Regions from separate parts of the Mus musculus genome. Here region 2 is linked to region 1. The links are chromatin contacts, called in public Micro-C maps. All regions are on one chromosome and are shown on one strand. Each heading gives the region's core, a stretch centred on a gene start, on an enhancer-like site or on the middle of the called end of the contact. The rest is flanking DNA. Distances are from core to core; before and after follow the strand shown.

Region 1 (6,599 bases), core at 2,263-4,762:
CTTGAGATAACCCTAGAGATCCCTGACTTTTGGTCCCCAAGGCTGCTTGTCACCTTTCTCCTTCGAAAGCAGCCTCTGCTTCTATGAGCCACCGTTTCCACAGCATTCTACAACTCTACCTTGGTTTCAGTTAGAGTCTGGTTCTGATTTATCAGAAAACTCGTCATGGGCAACTCTGCCCAAATCTAAGCACATCACAGGAGAAGGGGGAGAGGGGAATCCTGTGGAAATGCTTCCCATGTACCACAAGGAGAAACTGCTGGTAGTACCAAGTTCTGTAGAGCCTCTAATCACAGGTCCCGTGCGCTTCCTAGCGCTGCCTCTGTGGATGGATACGGTCAGTTAGGTAGCTAGGATTTCAGCTTTTGAAGTGATCAGGCAAGGTGAGGTCTTAAAAATGAGCTTACTTCATGAAATCCATGGGCTGTCAGAATGCTTCGCACCAGGCGACTGTCCGTTCTCACAATCTTATAAGACAAATGATAACGCTCTAAAGAAAAACACAGAATCAAGTTTAGTAGCCACAAAATTTAATTACAAAGACAAAACTAAAGAGCAACATGGACATTTGCTTAGTGTACTCAACAGCATTCTATGCTGATCTTAAAGCTACCATAAATCAGTTGAGGATGCTTGGAGCCAAGCCTTCCTTTAAATATAAGTAAGTGTGTTGTGATGGGGGAAGGGGTATGTGCATACCAAGCCCTGTGTGGAGGACACAGATCAACTCTGCAGCCGTTTCCCTTCCAAGAGCTCCAGGCCCTGAACCCGGGTCCTCAGGTTTGCAGGATAAGCACTCTACTCTGAGTCATCTTGCCAGCCAGAGACCAAGCAAGCTCAGGGACCACAGAGTTCACTCAATACCAAGGGAAACCTACATCTTTGTTTTCACTAGTTCCCAGCTCAAACGTAACAAGCTTTCAATGAGGAACGTCCACAACAGGAGCAGGGAGTGGAACAGTGCTGCTACAGATGAAGAGACGTAGGCATTAGGTTCACTTCACAGTTGCTGCAGGGTTCACAGTACTTACAAGCTTAACAAATTAGCACATTAACAACAATTACATTATGTCTTGGATTTGGGGGTTAAGGTACATTTTTATTGTTAATTTCTTGACACAAGGCTATACCAGTTACCTAGGCTGGCCTTGAACTTGTTACATAGCACAGCCTAGCCTCACATGTGCACTCTTGCATCAAGGGTTACAGGCATGCACCACCATATTTAGCTTTTTGTCTTTTACTAACTTATTTATTTGTTTATTTATTATTTATATGAGTACACTGTTGCTGTCTTCAGACACACCAGAAGGAATCATCAGATCCCACTATAGATGGTTGTGAGCCACCATGTGGTTGCTGGGAATTGAACTCAGGACCTTCTCTTAGCCATCTCTCCAGGCCCCCTCATCCCCATTTGTCTTTTTAATTACTGTATTTCAATACAATTCATTTCATTTCTATCCATTTGTCTATTTTTCCACCTTAAAATCATCACTCTGGGAAAAAGCCCCCATGCTTTTCCAGACTGAGAACTGTAGGTATTTTAAAACACTAAGAGCCCCTGTTCCAGACAACCCTCTATGTCTACAAATGCTGAATATCAGCACATCTTAGATAAGAGCTCTCTCCAATAGGAAGAGGCCAGGAAGGCCCTGCAACTGCCCCTTTTAAAGAGGCCTGTGTGTGCTTTCATCCAGCTTGTCACCTGCCTCCTGACCTTGTGCACATTTCCTGCTGGCCCCTGGAGACAGAACCTGTGCCTGGACTGTGTTTGAGAGGAAAATCTGTAATCATGTGAACATTTACTCTGAGCTACGGCATTAGTTCTTTCTATATGCCCCTACAAACTGAGAATCTTAGCTAAAAATTCTATGGAAATTTTTTTTGGCTATTGTGTTTGTTTGTCTGTCTGTCTATTTGGAGGACAACATTTACTCCAACCCAGGTTAGAGTGAATTGATGATCCTGCCTCAGTCTCCCAAGTGTTGAAATTACAGGCCCAAGCCTGAACACCTGGCTCCAGATCCGTGTTTTTGAAGGCCTGTATCCTGAACAACTGTGAGTGAGTGCAACGCAGACATCTGCAAGTGCATAGCTCAATGCTCAGCCGCATCATCAAAGACAACTATGTTTCTGATGAATTTATACCGAAGGCTTCATAAACCCCAGCTGTACCCACAGACACATTTGAGCCACTGGAAGTCTTGGTGTGTACTCTGCAAACTGAATCACAAAGATGGGCATGGACAAGTCAGACTTTTTCTAAAGCCCGGCTCAGGCTTTTCCCAGCAGCCCCCAACCATTACGTTTTCTTTATAGTATTGTTGAAGTTAAAAACAGGGCAGAGTCCTACGTGTTTGTTCCAAAGTAGAGCAGAATGTCAAGTGCAGTGTTCAGACTGTAAGCAAGGAGGCGGGACGCTTCCTGCTAGACCCCATAAGACAGAAATGTTCAAAATTAACTGGAAACATGTCACAACGAGCTTGAGTGGGCCCCCAAAGGACAAGTTTGAGCCAGTCTAGCATAAAAGTGAGAAAGCAGCGGGGTAGATTATAATTACAAAAGAAACAGAAATCCGAATGCACAAGAGAGGTGGTGTGCCAGTTGGCTTTTGCTGCTGTAACAAGCAAGCTCGGCAGCTTAAACCCAAATCTGCAGCCTCCTTGGCAACACAGACCCCACTCGTCTAAAGCAAGGCTGTGATCACCAGGCTCTGCCCCTTCTAGGAACTCCAGGTAGGATCTGGGCCCTTCACTTTTCCAGCGTCCAATGGCCACCTCCCCTCAGTGCTTTGTGGCTTATGCTCCCTCTCTGACTTCCAAAGGCAACAACGGCAGGTCTAGTCTTTTTTCACCTTGGATCACTCTGGCCAGGTTGGCTTCTTGTTCCATGTTAAGGAACCCTTTGGTTGCAGTAGACTTGACACTCTGGGATAATCCGGGGTAATCTTCTTACTTGAAGGTCGACCAATTAACCACTTTAATTCCCCTTTACCATAAAAGGTTTATATCCATAGGCTGCAGAGATTAAGATACACCGGGGGCCTACCGTAACCACTCTCTGCTCCCTAAACATTAACACTCCTCTTTATTGGGTAATAAATTCAACCCTTCCCAACATCCCTGTCAACTCAACCCAACGTCTAAAACTGTCGTTCAAATGTATCGGCTAGATAGCCCCTAATTTCATCATCTAAATCATAAATCGGTATGATTCACCTTGGGGCAAAACTGCTCTCTATCAGTGAACCTTCAACAAATGATTTGCTCCCCAAATACAATGAACAGAACTCCAGCTACATGGAGATTGGTTCACGCTGGGAGAGACTTTAAGGAGGAAAAAGAAGTCACGGCATGGGTTCATAGATTCGAAACCTGGCAAATTGAAGTTCCATTTGTGGCCAGGTCTTGGAGCCAGGCTCCGTGACTCACAGGTCTGCCCTGGGCCTGAGGCTCCACCTTGGGAGTAATCCTTCACCTGAGTAGCTGTGTCATCCGGTCCCCTGCCTGGGGCATGTGGTGTTCTCACAGAGCTTCCCCTTCCCCTAAGGCTGTCCCACTCAGACTAAACTGGCAGTGTATTTGCTGGTAAAACATTCTAAAGAATCCTGCAGGTCCCTCAGACGTGGCCTCACTCACTCAAGGGGCTCTTCCAGAGAACCATCCCTGGCGATCTTCTGTCACAGCGCTCCATGCCACTGGCTTGTAACCATCCTTTGCCACCCTGAGCCCACAGCAGGCCTAGTCCTTCCCACTGCCTGCCATTCCCACTCCTCCCTCTCCCTCCAAGGACCTCCTGGCTGTCTCCTTATCTTCTGGGTTGATCGGGAGCCTAAATTCCACCTATACCCTCACTCCCCTTTGAATACACCACAGTGACAGGTTATGGGAATGAGGAGCTGGTCATCTTTGGGGGACTATTTATCTGCCCACCACAAACAGGAAATCTAGCTAATGACTGTAGAAAGTGCAGCGGTGTAGCTCGCAGTTGGTAGACCACTAGCAAGTATGAAGCCCTGGGTAGATTCCCCAGCACTACACAAATGGGTATGGTATGGTGGTGCACATTCGTAATCCCAGCACCTGGGATACAGGCAGGAGGATCAGAAGCCCAAGGTCATCGGCTCCATATCAAATTCAAGGTCAGTCTGGGGTAAGCTTGCCTCAAAAAAAAAAAAAAAAAAATTAAATTAAATTAAATGGAATGAGGGCAGCAAGCATCCCACTACTTCTCCAACAGCTCAGGGACAGAGAGACAGTAACAAGGCCAAAGACTCACACCACACAGACAATGACTAACTACACACCCATCTGCTAGGCCACTCCTTTATCTTGTCATAAAGATGTTTATGACAGATTTAGGAAAGTGAACAAAAATTTAGATCCTTTAATTATCACAACTACTGTCACTCACAGCTCCACTCCTGCACGTGCAAAAGCCAAGCAAGCCTGCCAGGTATCTCGGGCCTGGAACCCCAACACACAAAAGATGAGGGCAAGAAGACGCTTAAGTTCAAAGCCTGTCTGAGGGACAAAGCGAGACCTTATTCAACAAAAGCTAAAAATAAATTTTCAAATTTAAAAACAGTAAGAGCCAAAGCGTTATCAAACATAGCTCCCTCTGGAGGCATGAACGGTGCCCACCTCTGTGCGAGCCTCAGCACCATGCCACCGGGAAGGACCAGCAGGGTGCGGGGAAAATGGGAGCCGGCTTACTTGAGGATGACAGAAAGAGAAATAAGAGGATGGTGCCACAGCACAACCGCCAGGGCTATATCACTTCCTGCCCACAATCTTTCATGAATTATGTGGTTTCTCTAGCCTCTACTCCCCCCCCCCCCCTGTAAAATGGAGTTGACAATAACATTAGTTTTGTTTTTTGGTTTTTCGAGACAGGGTTTTGCTGTATAGCCCTGGCTGTCCTGGAACTCACTCTGTAGACCAGGCTGGCCTCGAACTCAGAAATCCGCCTCCCTCTGCCTCCCAAGTGCTGGGATTAAAGACGTGCGCCACCACGCCCGGCGACAATAACATTAGTTACCTTACAGTACAGTTGCAAATGCTACCTGAAGCTGTAGAACAGCTGCTACATAGTAAAAGTTATTTTGATATAGTTAAAAAAGCTAGTATATAGCAGAATAAAGACTATATATTTTTAATACTTGTTATCATACATAGTAAATCATATATCTGATATAGCAAACAAATTGAGTGAGAGAGTGGGGGGGGGAGCATGCATGTGCATGTGAGAGCAGGTGTGAGTGCCCAGAGGCCAGAGGTTAATGTCAGGTGTCTTGCTCTGTTACTTTCCACAGTCGTCCATCGAGACAGGGTCTCTCACAAGACCTGGAGCTCGGCTCACAGCCAAGAAGCCCTAATAATTCGTATGCCCCACACAGTGTTGGGGTTTAAAGAGCACACAACCATGCCCAAGTTTTGTGTGACTGCTGAGGATACAAACTCATGCTTGTAAGCATTTTTAACCCCTAAGCCATCTCCCCAGAGTCCACTTAGGGGGGGCCCTAAGGACCAGATCCAGCCTAAAGACATACTCTTTGACCTTTGGTTTTAAAAGTGAATTAGAAATTAGCTTAGAGAACTGAAAACAACACATACAAATCTAGCCTCTCAAAAACCTTTGTATGTTGATGTAATGGGGCCATCACAGTTAGATGTTATTTCTAAGTGGGCCTAGCATTTAAGTTAGTGGACTGAATAAAGCAAACCACCATCTCCTATGGGGGTGGGCACCGTTCATTCCACGGAAGGCTTAATGAAAGGAGTGGAAGCACTATTCTCCTTCTCTGCCCGCTTCTTCCCTCAGATACACTTAAGCTAGAGTTGTAATGCAAACTGAACCTATCCAACTGCCCAAGAAGAACCATATATTCATGAGAACAAGAGGGAGGACCTGATCCTTGGCTGTTAGCACACTGCCAATCTCCTGCTTCTCAACCTGTGCAGTAACTTCACATCAACTCTACACAGGACAGAATTTTCTTCTTCTGTAAATGCTCAAATGTACCCCAGCAAGCAACCTGAAATGGTAGGACCCCCAAACTTCCAAGACTGGCTGCAACAGAGCAGACAAAAACAAGGAACCAACTGATAGCACAGAGGTACCCTAGACAACAGAGACATCCCTAAGGGAGTTAGAAAAATAGCATGAGGCAGACCTGGAGAGACTGCTCAATGATTAGGAACACTGACTGCTCCTGGACAGGATTCGGGACTGGTTCCCAACACTCACACAGTAGCTAAAAACAGCTTGTAACTCAGATTCCAGGGGACTAGTGCCTGCCCTCTTCTGGCCTACACCGGCACTTCACACATATGGTACACTCACATACAGCCAAAAACACTCAAACATAAAATTAAAAAATAAAAAATAGCATGAGGCTGTGACTGGTATTACACACCTAATATCCCAGCATGTGGGAGGCTGAGGCAGGAGGATGTAGAATTTGAGAAAAGCCCAGGCTACATCTACATATACTGTGTCAAGAAACAAAGTATGCCAACAAAACAGTAGCACGGGAACCTAGAATGAAGATATACGTGATACATGTGCAAATGGACAATGTACAAATGAATTGA
Region 2 (6,599 bases), core at 1,066-3,565, 110 kb before region 1:
CCATGTATCTACCGTTCATGTTTCCCAAAGTGATGGTGAGGCGAGATGGAGCTTCCTACCATTTAAAAAGGAAAGCTAAAGGGTGGCACACACCTTCGATCCCAGTACTCAGGAGGCAGAGGCAGACGGTTCTCTGTGAAGTGCAGGCCAGCCACCAGCCAGATCTACATGTCAAGTTCTAGGATGGTCAGGACTCCAATAGAGAGAGAGGTCACACTACCACCTACCCCCTGTCCCCCAAAGTAGTGAGTAGTGGAGTGGCAGATGCCACTAGAAGGCTAGCACGTATAAGGTTCCATATCACCTCTTCTGCACAGGCCACAGGGAGAGGCTGCTTTGGGGTTAGAGGAGAGCAAGCAGGGGCTGGAGTAAAAGCCGGGTGCCGCTCTGGCTGCTGCCTCACATCATTTTACAGAAGATGAATGCCTGCTCTCAAAGCTCAGGCAAAGCTCTCAGATGCTCGAAATAACAGCTTTGACACAGAGTTTTGTTCCCTCTCTGCATAATGACTATACTGCATGATTTCTCCTGCACTGAGACTCACTCAAAGGGCTAGAATCGTATTTGTGACTCTTGGTGACTAACTTCAGGTTCACCAGGCTGTCTGCACACTTCATGTACCTTAGGCTTTATCAGGATGGAGATGGAAATTCACCATCAAACATTTCGTCAGTAACAGTTTAACCCTGAGTAATGGTGGCACAGCATGCAGGAGTGGTATTCCCATCACCAGTCAATTGTACTATGGCATGCTCCTCAAAATCTTACATTTCTTCTCTAGGAAGATCTAGAGGGGTGCTGCAGAAAATGATTTCTTTTAATACACACAAATATTTACAGGCACCTACTCTGGGTTTGCCACTCTTGAACATGGAGGAAGGTGGATGAAAGTAACCCTTGCCTCTATAGAGATGACAGTCTAACACAGTCCTATTTTAATATGCATGAATGAACACATGAATAATAGTGAGAGATTTGAATTTGGACCAAATTATCAATAATAATTGATACATACTACCTCAAAGCTTTCAAGGTCTCTAAACTTGGAGGCCAAGTCTCCTTGGTATCCATGGATACCGAGAGGGAGCCTGTGTGGGATGCCTATGAACACTCTGGAACCGAACACAGGTGTTTCTATATGTACATTTTTTTTTTTCAGGAGAAAGCTACACCTTTCATTTGATTCTCAAAGGGATCACATGGACTGAAAAAAACATGGTTGTCTAGAGCCGTCTTCCCGCTGCCCTCAGAAATACCCCAGCGCCACTGGAGAACAGCGCTCTCTCTGCTGTGTTCACACAGACAGACCCATGAGACCATGGGTGAATCTGATGAGTGCTGTGGAGAGCTGAGTGGTCTGGAGCAGGACAACTGGTAGTGGCTTATTCCCCCTAACTTGCTTCATGTGTATTCGTACAACAAATGGCAATCCTTGAACATGACATATCACATCTGCTCCAGACTAGTTCAAGGAGAACACAGAGAAGCAGGCATGCACTTCTTAGAAGCTGCTTCCACTGGAAAAGAGTGGCGAACATAACAAGAGCCAGCCTTAAGCAGTTATACACTGAACACTCCTCCAAAGGCCTTCCATGAGTATCCATTAAACTATTAGCTACAATAAGCAATAAGCACATGTTGTAAGGCAGTTTAAGTTACTTTCTTAATTCCTGTATGCTGATAAAATGAACAAGTTAATATTCCAATCACAAAGAGATAAGGGTTATGATGTTAATCATATTATAAAGGGGGCTGAGAGGTGCAGGGAATTCTGAAGCACTCCTGTGTTAGTGCTGAAGGTTCCTGGCAACTGGCTCTCCCTCTCTTGAGCTTCACCAGCTACATAACACCCTTATACACCTATATTGCCAGGTCAAGATTCTAGGGATGCCACCCTGAGGAAATGGCCAAGTCTCTTTGTAGTATTTCCAATTTATGTATTCTGTTTTTGCAAACTGGTGTGTGCCACTGATAGCCCATAGGTAGACTTACACATATTGGCAAGGGATTAACAAGGCTGGATTCTCTCTCCTCCCCAACCAAAAAAAAAAAAAAAAAGCACTGAGCATCCCACAAAATAATCTGATTGATAAGGGCCTAATTCAATAAGTAGCCAATCACCTTGATGATATAAACCCTGCATGTGGGAAGAGAGAGCGCTTGTAACCATGAAAGCAGATATCTCTGGTATAGTCTGGTGTCTCTGCAGACTTAAGAAAAGGAGTAGTGATATGATAGTTCTGCAGTGGTGGTGCGCCAGAGCGGGCTGGTGTGATGCTCGGTCATTTCAGCCTAAGGAAAGAGCTACTTCCTGACTAAAAGAAGAGGCAGAGGCCACTAAGATGAGTCATGGGACAGTGACTTCCCATTGTGTGACATCAACAGAGCCACTTGTCCTACTGGCTTCTATTTCTTCACCATCATGAGCTTAAAAAAACAAAAACAACAACAACAAAAAAAAACCCAACAACCCAGGAAAAAGCACTTTCCTCAGTCTTAAAATGGAAGAGATAATGCACACAAAGTGTTGTTAACATACTGCCTAAGTAAGACAAGGTAGAAATGTGATGAATGTCGCTGCTATGGTATGCAGGGCAGGTGTGCTATAATCAATGAAAAAGAATGAAGAGCAACAGTGTTAGTGTTAAAGAGAATACAAAATTCAACAACATACAGAAATTCTTTTCCCTTTAGCAAGCACATGGTCTAGAAAGTACAAGGTCCCGCAGTAAGTGGTGGGTTAGAAAGAACTGCCATTATGTGGTTTACAGTCAAACAGGCAGGAGATGAAATGACTATCATCCACCTGCTTTAAACAGTGGCTAGCCAAGGGCTGAAGGCAGGAACACAATGGGAAGACTTCTGGCTGTGGTGGCAGGTGCTCTTCATCTATTTATTAACCACTATGTCCGGAATGCATACTTTAGAGGATACTTGGGTGGGAGAGTGGGTGGGTTTAAAAACTGCATAGTTTAATTTTCAAGGATCTTATAGTAGAGTGAAGGAGCACACTGAAGGACCAGGGATGTGGATCAGTAGTTGTGTTCTTGAGTAGCATCACACAACCCTGCATTCAATCTCCAACACTGGATGATGAAGATGATGACGACAACAACAATAATAAAGAGTAAGCACATTTATTAAATAAAGTTGTCCCTCCATATCCTTAAAGTATTAATCGTAGGGCCTCTTGAAGATACAAAAATCTACAAATGATCACTTTTCTTTTTTTTTAATTTATTAGGTATTTTCTTCATTTACATTTCCAATGCTATCCCAAAAGTCCCCCATACCCCCTCCCATGATCACGTTTCTTACGAAAAATATAATTACATTTGAATACAGCCTCTGTATATCCTCTCACAAAACCACCTACTGATAGATTACTTATATGACGTAAAGGCTATAACTTTGTTATACTTAGTTGTTTAGGGAAGAATGACCATGGGAAAAGGTCTGTACAAGGTCAGAAGAGATGCGGACTTTTTGGAAATTATTAATAAATTATAAATTTACAATCCTGGAGTCAGGTCTCAGGCATCACAGGACACTGAGACTTAAGGTGCTTACTGTCTGTTAAAAGACACAGATCGTCCACACACAACATGAAGAGGAAATCAGCCTAACAGCGAATGAGTGAGGTGGCATTCCTGCAGCCCTAGCAGATATACAGATCAGACGCGGTGACTAGGAATCATTTCTCCAGAGAAGATGGCATAAACTAAGGCATACTGACTGGTAGAAATCCTAGCTGAGCTAGGCAAAATCCTGTGTGCTGGAACAGAGACAGGTACTAGTACGTTGTAGCCAGACTTTCAGTCAGTTCATGGGTAGCATTACTAGTTTGGGTTTCATAAAGAGAAAGATTCTCTTTGAGCAAATACTAGGATCAGACATGTGATTTAACATAACAAGAGGTCTTTAAAGATGAGGAACAGCAGGAGGACACTGCCAGATCATTTAAAAGGTACCTGTAGCTGTCCACTTGGAAGATAATGAAGGCCTTTAGCAGAACAGTTGATGTAAGTTAAATAGACAAGGTACAGAGCAGGAACACTGGAGTTAGAATGAATAAGAGTCGGCAGCAACGTAGTGTAGAGAGAATGGAGACACAGATGCGGCTGATAAGCCAGATTCTACCCTCAGGTGGTTTCTCGGGTGTCAATGCCACTAACAGCAGAGACGACAGGAAGAAGGAAAACTAACAGCTTTGAGATGCACTGCACAGGAGTCTTTCTGTGTGCTTCTGAGATATGTTCAAATATTTGGGTGCTGGCCAGACAGTTAATGTCTAGCAGGCAGTGGGATATCTGGACCTTGCACTCAGCACAGAAATCTCACATAAAGCTGTGTGTAGGGGATTTATACCTTAGGGAAAGATTCACTGGAAGATAACCACAGCACGAAGGGGATAGAACCCAGGGCCACCTCCCATTCTTCACTCAGAACTACCACAGCATCTTGGCTGCTTGTAGCTCTTTGTGTAGGGCTGAGGCCTTGTGAGTGTTCCCCTTCTACGTCAGCATGTCTACTGGTGTCATCCTGGTTCAGCTTGTGTTTAGGAAGCCAAATTGGAAGACTTCATCGGTGCTATCTTATGACATTTCCAGGCAACAAAATCATACAAAACCTCTTCGTGTTCCTCTGGCTCTTCCCCTCTGCGCTCTGCCCTGTCTTCTGCAATGATGCCTAAGCTTTAGATGCAGGAGTTGAGCTGTAGATCTATCAGTCGAGACTGGGTCCCACAACTCTGCATTAGGATAGGTTGTGGTTTTCTGTAATGGTCTCTGCATGTTGATGAGGAATTAAAAACTACACTGATCTGTGGTATAGGGACAAATATTTAGTATGTAGTTAGGATTATGCTGGTTTAGTAAAGTGGTAGTTATAGGTCCTCTTCCAAGATCCATGACTTCACTAGCCCTACAGTTGGCTAGGTTTCCAGTTGCGAGCATGACATCCCTCTTGTTAAGCAGGTCTTAAGTCCAATTAGAGAGCTGCTGGTTACTGCCAAAGTATGCATGCCACTACCAAACCCTTAGAACGACAGTGCCATGCTGGCTGCTGTTGTGGCTTACAGGCACCATAGCTGGGCAGGACTGTTGGCCGCTTCCTTCCTTTGGCTTTTTTTTTTTTTTTTTTTTTTTTTTTTTTTGTGGTGCCTTCTGGTACATGAAGGCCAGTCCTCAGGGAGTGGGTTTTTAGGTCAGATCCAGCTCAGGATCTCTGGGTCCTTTGCCTGAGGTACATGGTGTGTGCAGCAAGTGACGGTGACTTATCTTCTACCATAGGCCTTTTTTTCCCCCCTTTTAAGATGAGGTAATCAAGGCCCGATAGTAATTTCCCAGTTCTCACTGACTCCAGAACTAATGTTTTCCCAATGTACCTTGCTGCCTTTCTAGAGAAACAGGAACAGATAACATATATGATGTCAAAAAAGTACATTTTCTACCAACATAGACTACAGAGTCAAAAGAAACAGCAAACAGTCATGAGACCAGAGCCTAAGTGCACAGCAGTTTGTATATTCAGATAAGCTCAGAACTGACAAGGAAGTTCTGAAGCCAAGTCGTGACACCTGTAGTGTCCAGGGAGGACACCGGCACCGACTCAATGCCACTCTCCAAGTGGAACCTCTGAAACTGAGGCAGGGGTCACCGAGGACCTTTTGGTAGCTACTGACCAAGGCGGGCTGATAGAGAACTCCTGTATGTGGAAGGGGAGTCGGAGGACTAATGTACTGGGAAGCAGATGCTTTGAACCTCATGTATTTATCTGCAGCGTTAGGCCTCAGAGTCTCAGAGTAAAGAGCAATGAAATGAAAGAAATCGAATGGCTTTATGTTCCACTCCCCATCAAAATGAAAAATCTCAAGGGCTCAGTGTCTCCTCCCTCTTCTGTGTCTGTCAGCACATTTCAGGAGGCCTGGCCACGTTGCTGCACGGCTGGCTGCGGAGCAGACTGACACAGCACACGGGTTCGTGGTAGGGCCCCGCCTGGGTGGTCTGCTGGTATCCCTTTGATTAAATTCCCAGGCTGCAAGAGCTGGAGCTGCTCCTAATGATAGCTAGGTCCTGAAATCTCAAACTTGTCGGTGGGTGAGGGCCAGTGCTCCTCTAATGCCCCGTCTCCCTCCCACTCCTCACCACAGGCTGGGCTCCTTAGCCACATTCTTCTGGACACTAACAGCAATAACCACAAAGAGCCCGTCTACTGATCTGCCCTCCCTTGCAACCCTGACTGAGACAGGGGTAGTGAGATCTCACACCTAAGCAGAAGCCCTGTGCCAGTACCCCAGAGCCCGACCCCCTACAGGTACAGATGCTGCTTAACACTGCTTTCAGGAGCACACACAGCAGTCACTAAAGATCTGACTCCAGAAAATGGCCAGCCTCTCACACACCAAGGGAAAGGATGAATGCAACCTGCGTGTCTCCTACGGTATACACGGAATCCTCAGGGGCCGAGAATCTATTATACACCTCTTCTACTGAGAATGCACATATACTGTACACACCTTGCTTAAGGGGCCACTGCTTATGAGTAGAGAATGTCTGCTATTCTTATGTGTTCCAGGATGTAAATAAAGTTGACTCATA

The links. Hi-C and Micro-C count contacts between places; a contact is called where the count stands out from the background.
Region 2: a contact with region 1 is called in a Micro-C map of trophoblast stem cells, with 2.6 times the contacts expected there. The contact joins two enhancer-like sites. A contact is called at or near these places in 1 of 15 datasets of contacts at CTCF or cohesin (the NIH/3T3 cell line), 11 of 484 Hi-C or Micro-C datasets (the AML12 cell line, Th1 cells, beige adipocytes and 7 more), 1 of 115 datasets of contacts at active chromatin or transcription factors (effector CD8 T cells) and 4 of 9 other capture datasets (adipose tissue, embryonic stem cells, liver and 1 more).

What each region holds. Positions count from the first base shown.
Region 1 is chr12:85,837,669-85,844,267 of GRCm38.p6, reverse strand. It overlaps Ttll5 (tubulin tyrosine ligase-like family, member 5), which reads right to left. Exons shown (of 34, transcript NM_001081423.3): 4 at 408-490. Among named protein-coding and RNA genes, the nearest start is that of Ttll5, 16 kb to the right of the region's middle. Within about 2 kb of position 3,512, at least 31 of the 459 cell types and tissues checked have an H3K27ac peak or open chromatin away from gene starts, as enhancers often do. A contact at or near this core is called in trophoblast stem cells, where this site is marked.
Region 2 is chr12:85,943,082-85,949,680 of GRCm38.p6, reverse strand. The region is part of intron 28 of Ttll5 (tubulin tyrosine ligase-like family, member 5); the gene reads right to left. Among named protein-coding and RNA genes, the nearest start is that of Gm51989, 51 kb to the left of the region's middle. Within about 2 kb of position 2,315, at least 9 of the 459 cell types and tissues checked have an H3K27ac peak or open chromatin away from gene starts, as enhancers often do. A contact at or near this core is called in trophoblast stem cells, where this site is marked.